Linked DNA regions of Bicyclus anynana: region 1 is linked to region 2. The links are chromatin contacts, called in public Hi-C maps. All regions are on one chromosome and are shown on one strand. Each heading gives the region's core, a stretch centred on a gene start, on an enhancer-like site or on the middle of the called end of the contact. The rest is flanking DNA. Distances are from core to core; before and after follow the strand shown. Region 1 overlaps LOC112058347 (protein doublesex). Region 2 has its middle 29 kb from the start of LOC112058384.

Region 1 (6,816 bases), core at 4,140-6,639, 150 kb after region 2:
AGTTCATGTTTTAGCCGCGGGACTTCTTTCGTGGCGCGGAGTCTAACTGCAAATTGTTATTTTTGTGTTTTGATATGCCTAACTGAGCATTTTATATACATAAAAAACATTTAAATGGACAATTCTGTATTAAGTAAGTACAATTTACCTTAAAGAACTCAGCCAAGTTACATATTGATTCTCTTTCTACAATCGCTAACGATTCGATTAAAATGTGTGTGTCAGTAACGCGTCCGCTTAATATGTTGATATCGTGACCCGTGACGGTAATGAATGTTACTAACACATTTTAAGGATTCCGTCCTTATAGTTTCGCCATGTCAGTCTGTCTGTCTGTCATTTTCTTTTTTTTTTGTTGCAAAATGTGGATGATTTTTGTTTACACGTTTATCTCATAGTGTGGGATAGCGTTAGATAGGTTTTTGAAAGATATGAGGGGTCTTCTACTACTATTTTAGGGATCCGTTTGTAAAATATTAACGTTTTAAGTGCTATTTTTTGTTAGAGTCAAGTGTTACCCCTCTACCAGTAAACGATTGAAAACTGTTATAGCTTGACCAAAAGTTTTTACTAATATGGCATCTGAAAAACTGATTCATGCGTCAGGTAAAATTTTAGGGCTGCTTATTAGACCAATACGCATAGGCTTTACGATCCAGCGCTATGAGATATGTAACGAAGAGAAATAGACATATTATCGAGGAATGGTAGCGACATCGAAAATATCGTTTTCTCTTTCGTCCCACCACAAAGTGACATTTTCAATTGAGCCGCTATTGGTCCACAATACGTCTCTCTCTACACGAAATATACCGTTGATGCATCATAGGCCTAGTGAAGTGTAATAACGTCAACACGGAGCTGTTACAATATATGTTAAAATTATAAAAAAAAATATATCAGAATAAATGAAAATTCTTAACACTAGCAAAAGACTTTTTAAACCACAATAAATCAGTAACGCTAGCAGATTGACGAATGAACATTTCATTCATTGGCCAGTCATTTCTTTATCTGCCTTATGAATTATTCGCTATGCAATTTGACGCTTTTAAATCAAAACCATTTTTAACCGACTTCTGTAGGTATTTAAACTTTTTAAAAACAATATTTTTTTTTAATAAAAGCGTCAAATTACTGAAGAATGTTTGGTGGTGATTTATCATTAACACTATCTCTCGTTACGGAATCTCTTGAATATTTGGAATTAGTTTTCTTGGCAAAGGAATCTAAGCCAGTGATTCTTTGGACATAGAATCAGTGTTAGGTTTTATTTAACTTATTTTATAACATTATGAGTGGGAAGACATTCGTCGTCATCAACCCATATTCGGCTCACTGCTGAGCTCGAGTCTCCTCTCAGAATGAGAGGGGTTAGGCCAATAGTCTACCACGCTAGCCCAATCCGGATTGGCAGACTTCACACACGCAGAGAATTAAGATAATTCTCTGGTATGCAGGTTTCCTCACGATGTTTTCCTTCACCGATTAAGACACATGATATTTAATTTTTTAAAAGCCCTTTGTTAATATTATTATTAAGCTAATCTCACCTGATGGACTAGATTACCGGGATTATACCTAAATTTCTTTCATTTGTAACATCTGATAATGATAAAATCAAATATTTACACTTGAAGTCCGCCACCCCACGTTAACGTCCGTTTATATATACAGACACAGTGCGTCACAGACAAGTAGAGTGGCAGACACCCACAGAAACCATCTATTTACACTGCCCAGCAAGGTAGATAGAGACACAGTCCTTTTCATGAAAGAAGTCCCCAGACGCGGCTCTATTGTGTTAATGGCGCTCACTGTCATTTGGTAATGACGGTCTTATTGTCATTTGTGGAAGGCGTAGTCAATTTTATTTCAGGTTCATAAAAAGGACTCTACAGACATGAACCGCACAGAAAATATTCTTTCCGCGAATACTGGCCGGGCGCGGCTCGTGTCTTCGTGTCTGTCAACGTCTGTGCGTAACACTGTATGTAAGAATATTATTTTGTCTGCCACGGCACGTGTCTGGCACGCTAAATGTCTGTAGATATAAACGGACCTTTATTAGTGTTTTTATGATCTCAAGGCTTGCGTTTGAATCATGACTGATGGAAAGCAGTGATGAGGTATTACATCACGCTTGCCTTGCCTTAAAGATATTTCAATAATATAGGTGAAGGGAAAAGGGCATTTTTTTATGCATGTGTGGTGGTTAAAGCAGATAGATATACTGTACTATAGTTTGATACTAAGGTGATATTTTAAGTAGGTAAGAGTATCTGAAGTAACAGTACTTAAGGATTTATTGCGGGGTTGTGAAGAGTTATTCAGCTTAATCTCTAGGGAAAGCTAAAAGGCTCTTATGTTCTGTGCAGTACACCACATACTACATGTATTATTATAATCTATTAAGCTATACCTATTTTATACGTTTACTTGAAACTTTAATGCTTGTTAAGGGTAGAATTTTGAAAACTCATCTTTTATATTTAACTAATAATTATTTACCATTTTAAAAATAAACGATTTATACTTTAAAAAATATTTAGTGGTAAAATTAAAAAAACTTATTTATTAAATTTCATTATTAGTTAGTACCTACCTACACCTACATACTATTAATTATAAACAAAAATTAAAAAGTTGCACCGTTTTTTTTTTCAACCATTATATGACGCCAAGAATACAAACACGTTTTTCTAGCGAAATTTATTATTTCGCTAGAAAAACGAAAAAATTAGATACAGAATACAGTACAATAAAACACCACCAAACAATATCAAAAATATGTACAATTAAAAAGAAATACGGCAATTATGTTATTTATTATAAAATCAAAAGGCAAAAAGTATTGAGATGGTTCAGGACGAGTTTCATAAAACGACCTATTGTTAAGAGGTTCAAGTCAGCAAAAATAAATTTTTGTTCTCCACGATTGAACATCACATTAAGTATATAAAATATTCCTTATTATAAAGTGTTTATTGTTTGTTTGTCTTTATGTCGTAACAAAATTAATGTTTAAGTACTTTGATATTTAATAAGACGGCTGCAGTGGATGATAATTATATAAAAGGTGCATGAGTTAATTGGTAAAATTTTAGTTTAATTTTAGATTACTAATACCATTACTTTTTTATAATAATGTAAAAAAACAATATCGAAAATGTATTATGTCGAATTTAAATTAATATAAGTTCCCACTGAATAAAAAAAAATGATTTTGAAACACTTTTTTGACAAACATCGAGTTAAACACACTGTAATATTGTGATAGATATCTGCCGTAGGCTGCTTTATTAACCCGCAGCAGCATCATCTCAGTGTAGCGAGTTCAGTGTGCCTAGTGGGAGTTTTCAATATTTTCATATTGTTACTATCGCGTTAACGTAAACGCGAATTTATATGGAATTGAAACAGTTGTGCACTAGTGCCACTAGATGGCGCTGTTTTAATTCCTTAGAAATGCGCGTTTACGTTAACGTGATCGTCACGGTATCAAACTGCCACTAGGCCCTCAGAAGTCTCTGCCAGACTATATTTCAAGGGCAAGAAAAACTTAGAGAAAACGAAAACTTTTAGGGAGAGTTAATAGATTTAGTGCGTGAGATTTGGGCATTGGCATAGAGACATTAGGATCGAATTGGTGAGATTAGTTGTCACCCCCGTGATCGTGGCTGGAGTCCACGTCCGGGCGATTTAAAATCGGTAGATCGATACAGAATAATTATTACGTATTATTTTTTTAATTAGGAGCGTTAGCGTTTGTATAAAGAGAAACGAAAGAGATCGTTACATGGCTAGAAGTGATGTGGTCATCTGTAGGGATGCCCACGTTCAAATAATGACATCATTTTCATTATTTTCAGAGCCTCCCTACGTATAGAGGGGGGAGGGGGGAGGGGGAAAGGATTGGTTTGGTTTATTACTAACTTCTTGTAAGAAGCTCAATATTGTACGATCCAGGAGTCGAACCAAGCACCTCCTGATCTGTAGCTACATACTAATCACTAATCAAAAATAATGTAAGCTTTTCAATGTTCTACCTTTTCTTATTATTACTTTAGTTTTGAGGTAAAACGCTTTTGTAACACGGTATGCGGGTTACTAAGTCGGTGCTAAAGTATGGTGATACGGTAACACTCTCATAGGTAACTCGAGACCGGACCACAGAATATGTAACTTTGAGGCAAACATTGCAACAACCGTCTATCGCTCTCTCGGAGGAAAGCGAAGGCCGCAACCTGCTTCAATAATAGCTTGTACTCGTATAGAGCAATGAAATCTTTGACATATACTATTCGCCATTTTTATTTTTCTCATAACTCAGAATACAGAAAACTTCAGAAGGTGTGATCGCGCATAGAAATGAAGCCGTTGAAATTACTCTTTTTTGGTAATTTCACGAACAAGCGATTAGTCACTTTGGTAAATTAGTTAAATCATCACTAATGTAGACAGGTGTTTATGCAATTTTGGAGAATAAATATGCTATGCTTGAAAAGCTGGTTTTTTTTTCATAAAAAAATCATAATATGTTTTGTATAGGCTAGATTAGTAGCTAGATAGCTATTGTCTAAATATTGTTCGAAATTATTTAACTATTTATGACCATCTCAATGCTTTTTGAGTCACACTACTAGAAATCACTTTCGCATAGCATTTTAACGCTAAACATAAATTAAAAATTCAATTAAGTAATTAAAAATAATAATATTGTATTAATTAAACTTAACTTAACTTTACATTTGCAATGCATGCGTATGTCTTTAATAAAACTCGGCTATAATCGTGAATTAAAACTTTGAAAACCAGCTAAGGGCGTGAGCCACGTTAGTGTAGGGTTCCGTAGAAAGGTACTCGTAATTATAAATTGGTTATTAGATAACAAAAACAACAGTAAAGTAGTATGGACATACTAAAGTGACTAGCAAAAACCACCTTCAATCTAAGGCATGAAATATTTCTTATTTCACAAGTTTGGTCACAATAAAGTCGTGGTATTACGTGGCAGAACAGGTATTAACAATCCCAAATTGCACTATTATATTACCAACATTGTGTATTAAATGAATGGAAAAATAATTTTTATCTAAAATCGAGGTAACTCTAAAAAATGTTAAACAAATAAAAAATGGTGTTTTTTTTTGTCGACATGCAACGAAACGTCGATATGTATATTGTATAATTATGCTAAATTGCAACTTATTAATATGATGCAAAGAGCGTTTAAATTAAACTACGGACCGACGTACCTACTTAAAAGACAAAAAAGAAACCCTCTTTTATTTTTTTCTACGGAACCCTAAAATGGCAGCTTGGAACGTTGGTATTTTATGTACGTCGAGCTCAAACGTTAATTAGTGACGAGTTTTATTCATACAAAAAATCCCAATCAAGTTATAAAGCACAGACTAAAAGGAAAACATAGCAGGAAGAGAATTGTTCTGTCCATAATATAAAACTGCGGGTTTTTATTAACGATTTCCATGCTTGTCAAAATGATATTTACGGGCCTCATCTTTGAATAAGTTTTTCGAGTTCTAGAATGTTCCAGAGGATATATTATATACAGAGCCTGCATTAAACATTTTAGGAAGGATAACAAACTTTCAGCCTATATTTTTTTTTATTTAAAGACAAGTTAGCCATGCGATCTCAGCTGATGTGAAGTGACAATGCACTAAGGTGTAAGAGGGCTAACTTGGAAGAGGTACAACTTTATTCATACCATACCTCTAACGGTTTCTAAGGGTAAACTATAAAACGTATCTTTTTTATATTTTCTTCGGTATAATATGAGAAATCATGTCCCCAAAAGTGGCAATGTTGCCACGATACTAAAGATCTGGCGATTTGAGAAATGATTCCTCATAACAAATTACCGGTGAATAAAATAAACAAATTATGTTTCAAATTTAGACAATTCAGCATCTGGAACCTTGAAACCTTCTAAAGCTACTGTGGTCCAAAGTCCATAACTTCTATACTAGACTGACGAAATTTTAGCTATCCTAAAATGTGGCTCTCGATCCAATAGAAGTTACCGCTCTCAAAAGTTACCGACTCAATGAGCATGTTTTTAGGAACTCCGTCTATGCTTTCACCATTAGTCTGTCTTTTAATTTTTTTTCTTATAAAATTAGTCATGGGCTTTTAGACATAAAGTGTACAGACAGGCGTTTGAAAACCCCGTTAGAGTGTAAAACTAAAGGAGTGTTAGCAGAACGGAAACATATTTTTAAATTATCATTTGCCTGTGACTGGTTAGCAACGATGTTTTAGTAAACATGTTTCTATATTACTTATACACACACTGAAATAACTTAACAATGCGTTTCTGCTTTACTAACATTCATTTAGTTTACACACACAAACGCGTTAGTTCTGTCACTTTACTGTATTTAAAGCCTCTGCGAAAAACTTAAAATAGTAAACTCGTTATGAACTGTCTCTTCGATAAATAAATCAATAGAGACAGGATTATGCAACGCACCGGAACAGTTATCGGTAAACGGATATTTGCTGAAGTGGTGTGAACAGTTACATAATTTATACTTTAATAAGAAAACTCATAAAAGGAATCGGGTTCAAGCATTAGAAGAATGCCGAAGTAAATATTTAATTTTCAGGTTTTTATTTTATGGTAGAATAGACTTTTAAGAAACATAAAACCCTTAAATATAGTTTAATATCAAACATTTGTTAGCTCGGTAAAGCTTATGAACAAAGTACAATGCGTTGAAAAAATTAACGTTACTTATTGATACATTTATTTTATTGTTACGTACCCTTCATCACTAAGTGACTTCA
Region 2 (7,228 bases), core at 1,809-4,308:
CTATGTCCGTGTCGGATTTTTATCATCATTTATCATTTTTCATGGTTACGGGGCTGTCTTTTTTTTTCATTCTTTTATAAGCGCTTGACTGCGATTTTATCTAATGGTAATGGTAATGCAATCTAAAATGAATTCGGGCTTACTTGGAAAAGGTACAAGTTTATGATAAGTAAGAAAACGAACAAACAAAGTAATACTAAGTCTCAAAATAAATATCATAATATCCAGGCTTGTCCCCGTTGTGGACAAATTAAAGCAGAATTATAAGAAATGTCGTAAAACATTGTTGCAATCTTTTTTGATAAAGTAATAATTTCATTATTAACGTAGAATTATCTAGATTTTTTTGAATATAAGCAAGTTGCTGGACGGTAAGGGTAGGCTGGACCGAGAATGGGCATTTCCCTTTGGCGATCAGCTGGCTGTAATTACTCTTGGTCCACTCCTTATAGTCCATCCATTTACGTCACTGTCGCCCTGGTGTCCTTTTTCCAACTATCTTGCCTATATATGCAAAGGATCCCAATATCAAATACCTACACAATCTTATTTTCATACTCCGACTCTGTTCTTGAACCTAAGACTTCATGAGCTCTAGCTAAACAGAAGTACTTGCTGTACTATTATATTTTCTGTCTAGGTAGTTCTACTTGTATTTTTTTGTTATAGACAACTAAATCTTCGTTTTCGACTGACTAGTCGTATCATAACAGATTACCTAATTGCTTACTGGCGCGTATTTACTAAGCCACGGTCGAAATATTACTAAAGTAGACCTTATAATTATGTTGATGAACTTCTAAATTGTTAGCTAAGAAAGTAAATTATCAAGATTTACGTTTACTTTCCAAGTTAGCCTTTGACTACAATTACATCCGATGAATATTGATGATGCAGTTTAAGATAGAAGCGGGCTAATTTGTTAAGAATAGGATGAACCTTTAAGTTTCTACACAACATAGTACGCTAAAAAGCTTGGTGGTACGCGGTAGCCTCCCACCACCCACAACTGGACCAATTAAGAAAACTTCAATCGGCCTAGCCGGGGATCGAAACCAGGACCTTCGGCTTGTAAATCCACCACTTTATACCAATACCACTGCGCCATGGAGGCCGATTTTCTTGATGAATTCTTCCAAACAAGTCCTGAAGTCGTTTGCTTCAAGCGATTCTCAGCAGCTCAATAAGGTCAAGTCGATTAATTCATAGATAATATAAATCCTTGAGCCGTGATAGCCCAGTGGATATGACCTCTGCCTCCGATTCCGGATGGTGTGGGTTCGAATCCGGTCCGGGGCATGCACCTTCAACTTTTTAGTAGTGTGCATTTTAAGAAATTAAATATCACGTGTCTCAAACGGTAAAGGAAAAACATCGTGAGGAAACCTACATACCAGAGAATTTTCTTAATTTTCTGCGTGTGTGTAGTCAGCCAATCCGCATTGGGCCAACGTGGTAGACTATCGGCCTAACCGCTCTCATTCTGAGAGGAGACTCGAGCTCAGCAGTGAGCCGAATGTGGGTTGATAATGATGATGATGATGATAAATCCTTAATTGACCCGTTTCGTTTATAATGTAGCATTCCTAATAGTGCCGGTAGAGTTGCAACAAATATATATTATTTCTAGTTTTCTATACGTCCGTGGTTCAGTTACACACGGATAGCAACAGGTATGGCTGCACGCGAAACAACAATATACTACGCTCACAGTGTATTGGTGTTTGATGTTTTATAAAAAATAGGTTGTCTGTAAAGTCGGTTTACTGACGATAGTTGAGCGTGACAACGTCATAAGAAAATACTGATGGAATGGTTACATTTTTGAAAAGAAAATGTTCGTTTTTCTAAAATACTGTTTAATAATCTTCAGACCAGAATATACTTTATTTCTTGTAAAAAAAAGTTGGCAACCTTAGAGCGAGGGAACGACGCACGACGTCAACTTTTTTCAAATGTGCATTAATCTAATGGTGGTAATAATAGTCGAAAACTTAAAATTAAAGTTACGAAGGTTCCAAAATCGCCTTGGACCGAGAACAGACCACAACAAACTCAGCTCAACTCATATAACATGTTGACATGTCAAACCGTATTGTAACAAAAACAAAACTTGAACAACATACATCCTAAGTCTCTAGGAACTTGACTAATATTGTGCAAATCTTACGCCCCAGCTCTTTATGAGACACTAGCTGACGCCGCGCGGTTTTACCCGCGTGGTTTCCTTTCCCGTAGGAATACGGGGATAAAAGATAGCCTATAGCCTTCCTCAATAAATGGGCTATCTAATACAGAAAGAATTTTTCAAATCGGAGCAGTAGTTCCTGAGATTAGCGCGTTCAATCAAACAAAAAAACTCTTCAGCTTTATATATATATATAATATTAGAATAGATTTTATCTGCTTAAAGTTACAAAGGAACATCCTACTTAATTAGGTTAGTTATATTTTTTTATTTTTTTATTATTTTTATTTTCAATGCTGCTGTAATTAATATTTTGAGGACCTGATTTTTGTAAAATATTGCGAATTAAATTACCATTGTATTATGATACTATTTTTATAAATAATGTTTTATTTGTTTTGTAGACGAAGGTTTTACATACGTTAATTATTTATTCTTTCATTAAGATTACCCGATTTAATAAAAATGTCCTAAAAAATGCTGAAGTGGCAATGGGCGGGGTACATAGTTCGAAGAGCCGATGGACGTTGGGGTCCCACGGTCCCAAGGAATGGCGACCCCGCACTAGAAAGCGGCGGTTGCACTAGAATTCGCTGGATACAGGCGGCTTAGGATCGTGATGTTTGGAAGTCCCTGCAAAACGCCTATGACCTGCAGTGGACGTCCATCGGCTGATATGATGATGATTATGGTGACAACCAACAATATAACAAATATAAAATAAACAAATGCAATAAAACGTCATAGGAATAAATAACTTTCTTTCGCAAAGCCGGTTAAAAATGTCGGTCAATGTGCCAATGTATCGAGGCAGGATCATACCGGCCGGCCGTATAAAAACTGCAACCCGCAACAATGTTGCGATCCGGTCGCGAGCCAACAGCGCGCGGAAAATGTTGCCACTTTTAAAGTTGGTCAAAGACAACACTTAAGGCCTTTTTGTAGCGATACAAACGCGAAGCTAAAGCGCGTGTGTATTAATACAAACGACAACAATCTACTCTATCTATATTTATAATAAATCTGTAGAGTGGTCAATTCTGTATATGCAATATATTTCCAAAATAACTATCAGGGGGTGATTAGTGATCGATACTGATGCCAAAAATGGAATCAGTAAAACTTTTGTCTGTCTGTCTGTCTGACTGTATGTTCTTTATAGAAACAAAAACTACTCGACGGATTTTAACGAAACTTAGTAGGTACAATTATTCTTTATACTCCTGGGCAGGTTTTAGTATACTTTTCATCACGCTACAATCTAGGAGCAGAGTAGTGAAGGGAAATGTTGGGAAAACGGGAGAAGTTACTCCATTTTTTAAGCTTCCGTCGCGTGGTAGGGTAGGGGTATGGTAGGATTAGGGTAGGGGTAGGGTAGGGGTATGGTAGGAGTAGGGTAGGGCAGGGCTTTGGTAGGGTTAGGGTAGGAGTAAAATTAGGGGTAAGGTAGGGGTGGGGTTGGGTCCCTACTCATCCCCTGGTAGAGTAGCTTTAGAGTGGGAGTAGGGTAGGGTAGTAGTAGTAGTAGTAGTGTTTCACGCGGACGAAGTCGCGGGCGTCCGCTAGTATAGAATAAAAGCGTGCCATCGACGCACGTTTCTAAAACGCGCGTCAACGGAGCGTTTAAAAAACGTGGTGTGCACAGGCCTTTAGTAGAAGGGTCCACTATTATACATATCAGCTTTTTATAGCCTAGCCAAACATAGATACAGAACAGTGTCGCCAAATATCCTTGACTTTTAAAAATGTAGAGACCCAAATTAATTATGAGTAAAAAAGTATCATGCACTTTAATTTTTTTTAGTTTCAGTTATGCTTTGTATTCGTAATGATATGACTGGCTACTTATAATATTGTAAGTCAATGATAAACTAAAAAAGAAAAAACCTGGCTGAACTCAGCCAGTGAGCAAGACCAAGGCGCTATAATCGTCACTATAATTTTAAGTTTTCGACTAATTAATCATCACTAATTGCCTCAACAGCTCAACAGGTTCGATTCTCGCCCCATTGATCTACTGTCGTACCCATTCCTAATACAATTTAATAATAATATTTTTTTAAAGAAAAAAAAACCTAATAATCGACCTCACCGAACCTGACGTTTCGAAAGTGCTTGCAAACTATAAACATTGTCGTGCACTTCATAGACGCGAATATTCATTGCCTACCCTCTGAAGCTACATTACGAAGCTGTTTTGAAGAAGGAATTTTCCATTTTGTACATTTATGGTGCAGTCCCTACTCTGGTTAAAAACTGTGTGCACGCCACTTAAATGAATACATTTTGGCTTAGGTCAGTTAGCCATTGTGGCTTTGGATCATGAGTTCCTGTTTACGAATCCTCAACTATGAAATACTCAACATTTCTTTCTTCCAATAAATTAACAATCACAGCCCATAGCTGGGAAGTTTTTAGTTACACCCTCACCTCCTTATCTCAGAAATTAAATTGAGCAATCACTCCCAATCATTATAATTAATATATTAATTATTATTCTGTCAGTGATCGATCAATCCAGCCATTGACAAGCTTGCCATCCCGCTTTTGTGTAGAGGAGTCCAAATCCAAATCGGCTTTCCTACAAGAAATGTCCTGCCCTTCGTTGGGCCTGATTAAAATAGGGTGCTAATGATATATTAGTAAGAGCATGTTATTAAGATATGTCAGTCAGTCAGTTTTTCGTTACAAGTCCATGAAAAGAGATAATAAATTAAGCATTATCACATTGAAGAAATCCAAAGTATCCGATATTACTAATATAATATTCATTAAGATTTTTGATTACGTTTTTGGCGCAGCTGTGACTTTAGAAAAATTTGAAGAAAAAACACATTTTCAACATTGCGTGCGTCGTGCCAGTCTTTAAGTTTACATTACAGAGTAATGAGACGTGTTTGACCATAAATGAAATGAAACGTTTTCGCTGTGGAAGATTCAAAGTTTGTCGCTACAGCTGAATTAAAAATGCACGTTTTTGTCAGCTCCAATACGGTAAATCACTGCCATTTTTAGTACCACCGCGCGTTTCCTACGGCGTTCTGCGGTGAAACTTCATCGTCGCCTTATAAGCGTTGACAGATGATTTATGCTCTGTCTAAACGACACTTTTTTATTTACCTAAAAAAGCTGATACGTGAGCGACATTCACGGCCTCAAATATGGCGGTTGCACTCGTCATTGCAATCAGAAGAACCAGTGGTATGCCTTCTTGCCCTTTAGAGTGCGGGAACAACAAACCGAGCGTCGTCATTGGCTCGGCAAAACTCTTTATACGTTCTTGTGCTAATCATTGCGACGAATTTTACACTGACAGTAATGAATCGCTTTTAATCAATGCATACCGATCGAGCAACTTGCGAAAAACTTGGAATGTCCTCTTTTAATATTGATCAAATATTTCAATTGCGTGTAAGAAATGTGAATATTTTCTACTTTGAGTAGATGCGATAAAGTCAATTCCTGCGGTGTGAAGTAGATACCTACATTGGCGTTTTCAGATAAGTGCGTTTCTTGCGGCAGTCTGCGATTAACAGACACTAACAGTAATGGATTGTATTTATTTTTTAATTATCACAACTTCATTTAACCACATAGAGACTACAAGATACACATATAATATTGTTATGTTATGTGTGTATCTTAAACAGTTGTTTCAAAAGGCTCCTTATGTGTTCATAAGAACTGAACTGAAGACTTTTGAAACAACTTTTAGAACACCTAAATGAAGGTGTCGTCGTCGTCATCAACCTATATTCGGCTCACTGCTGGGCTCGAGTCTCCTCTCAAAATGAGAGGGGTAAGGTATATAGTCGACCACGCTGGCTCAATGCGGATTGGCAGATTTCACACACGCAGAGAATTAAGAAAATTCTCAGGTATGCAGGTTTTTTCCTCACGATGTTTTCCTTCATCGATTGAGACACGTGATATTTAATTTCTTAAAATACACACAACTGAAAAGTTGGAGGTGCATGCCCCGGACCGGATTTGAACCCACACCCGGAATCGGAGGCAGAGGTCATATCCACTGGGCTATCACGGCTCTCTGAAGGTGTAAACAACCATATTTACTACTAGAGATAGGGCACTAGCGCATCAGAATTGAGGCGGGCAAATGTGTTTAATTGTCTTTATTTATGTACCTAGTGGCTTATTAAGCAACGAAAGTTATTTAAAAACATAATACCTAAATGTTGTCTACAATGTCGAGTTGTGTGTTTAGGAAGTGTAAAAACTACATAAAGATAAGCACAAAATTGTGTATGGGTGCGCTCACTGGAGTTCGTAAATTCGGATCTTTTTTGGCAGTGATATTGTAGGCACGTAACATATCTATAGCATAAAATAATCATTGGGTGTATACAAGTTTACAGCTTATTACCTCTCATTCCGTTAAATCCTTATTTGACTGGAGTATGTGAATTTAAACTGACAATTTAATGAGTCAAGTTTAACCAGCCCTTAAATGATAAACAAAAAAACTGTTTAACTAAAAAGGTCACCAGTCTTTTGACAGTGTAACACTAATAAAGATATAATTTAATTCAAATATCGCAGAGCTGAGCATATTTTTTTCCCGAACTGGTCGACATCTCGTTGGGTTTTATTTGTCTATCAAATTAGAATGTCCGCTTTTTGTTAGGTTGGTAGTTGACACCATATAGTTCCGATAATTTCATAAATCAAGCCCTTAAATGATGAACAAAAACTGTAACCCGTCTGCAGTTAAGCTAAAAAGTTTATAAACAAGCCTTCTGGCAGTTCATACTAATAATGTTATAATTAAATTCAAATTCCATGGTCGTGCATATTTTTACTGACACGGACGACATCTCGTTGGATTTTATTTGTCTATCAAATTAGAACGTTTGCTTTTTGTTAGGTTGGTAGTTGACACCATATAGTTCCGACAATTTCATAAATCAAGCCCTTAATGATAAACAAAAATGTTTAACCCGGCTACAGTTGAACTAAAAAGTTTATAAACCAGTCTTCTGGCAGTTTCATACCAATAATGTTGAATAATGTAATTGAATT

What was found. A called contact is a pair of places that touch in the nucleus more often than the background predicts.
Region 1: a contact with region 2 is called in a Hi-C map of whole larva, with 2.2 times the contacts expected there. The contact joins two enhancer-like sites.

What each region holds. Positions count from the first base shown.
Region 1 is chr21:7,676,917-7,683,732 of ilBicAnyn1.1, forward strand. All of the region lies in intron 2 of LOC112058347 (protein doublesex), which reads right to left. Among protein-coding and RNA genes, the nearest start is that of LOC112058347, 84 kb to the right of the region's middle. Within about 2 kb of position 5,390, at least 2 of the 8 cell types and tissues checked have open chromatin away from gene starts, as enhancers often do.
Region 2 is chr21:7,524,508-7,531,735 of ilBicAnyn1.1, forward strand. No RefSeq gene overlaps it. Among protein-coding and RNA genes, the nearest start is that of LOC112058384, 29 kb to the left of the region's middle. Within about 2 kb of position 3,059, at least 6 of the 8 cell types and tissues checked have open chromatin away from gene starts, as enhancers often do.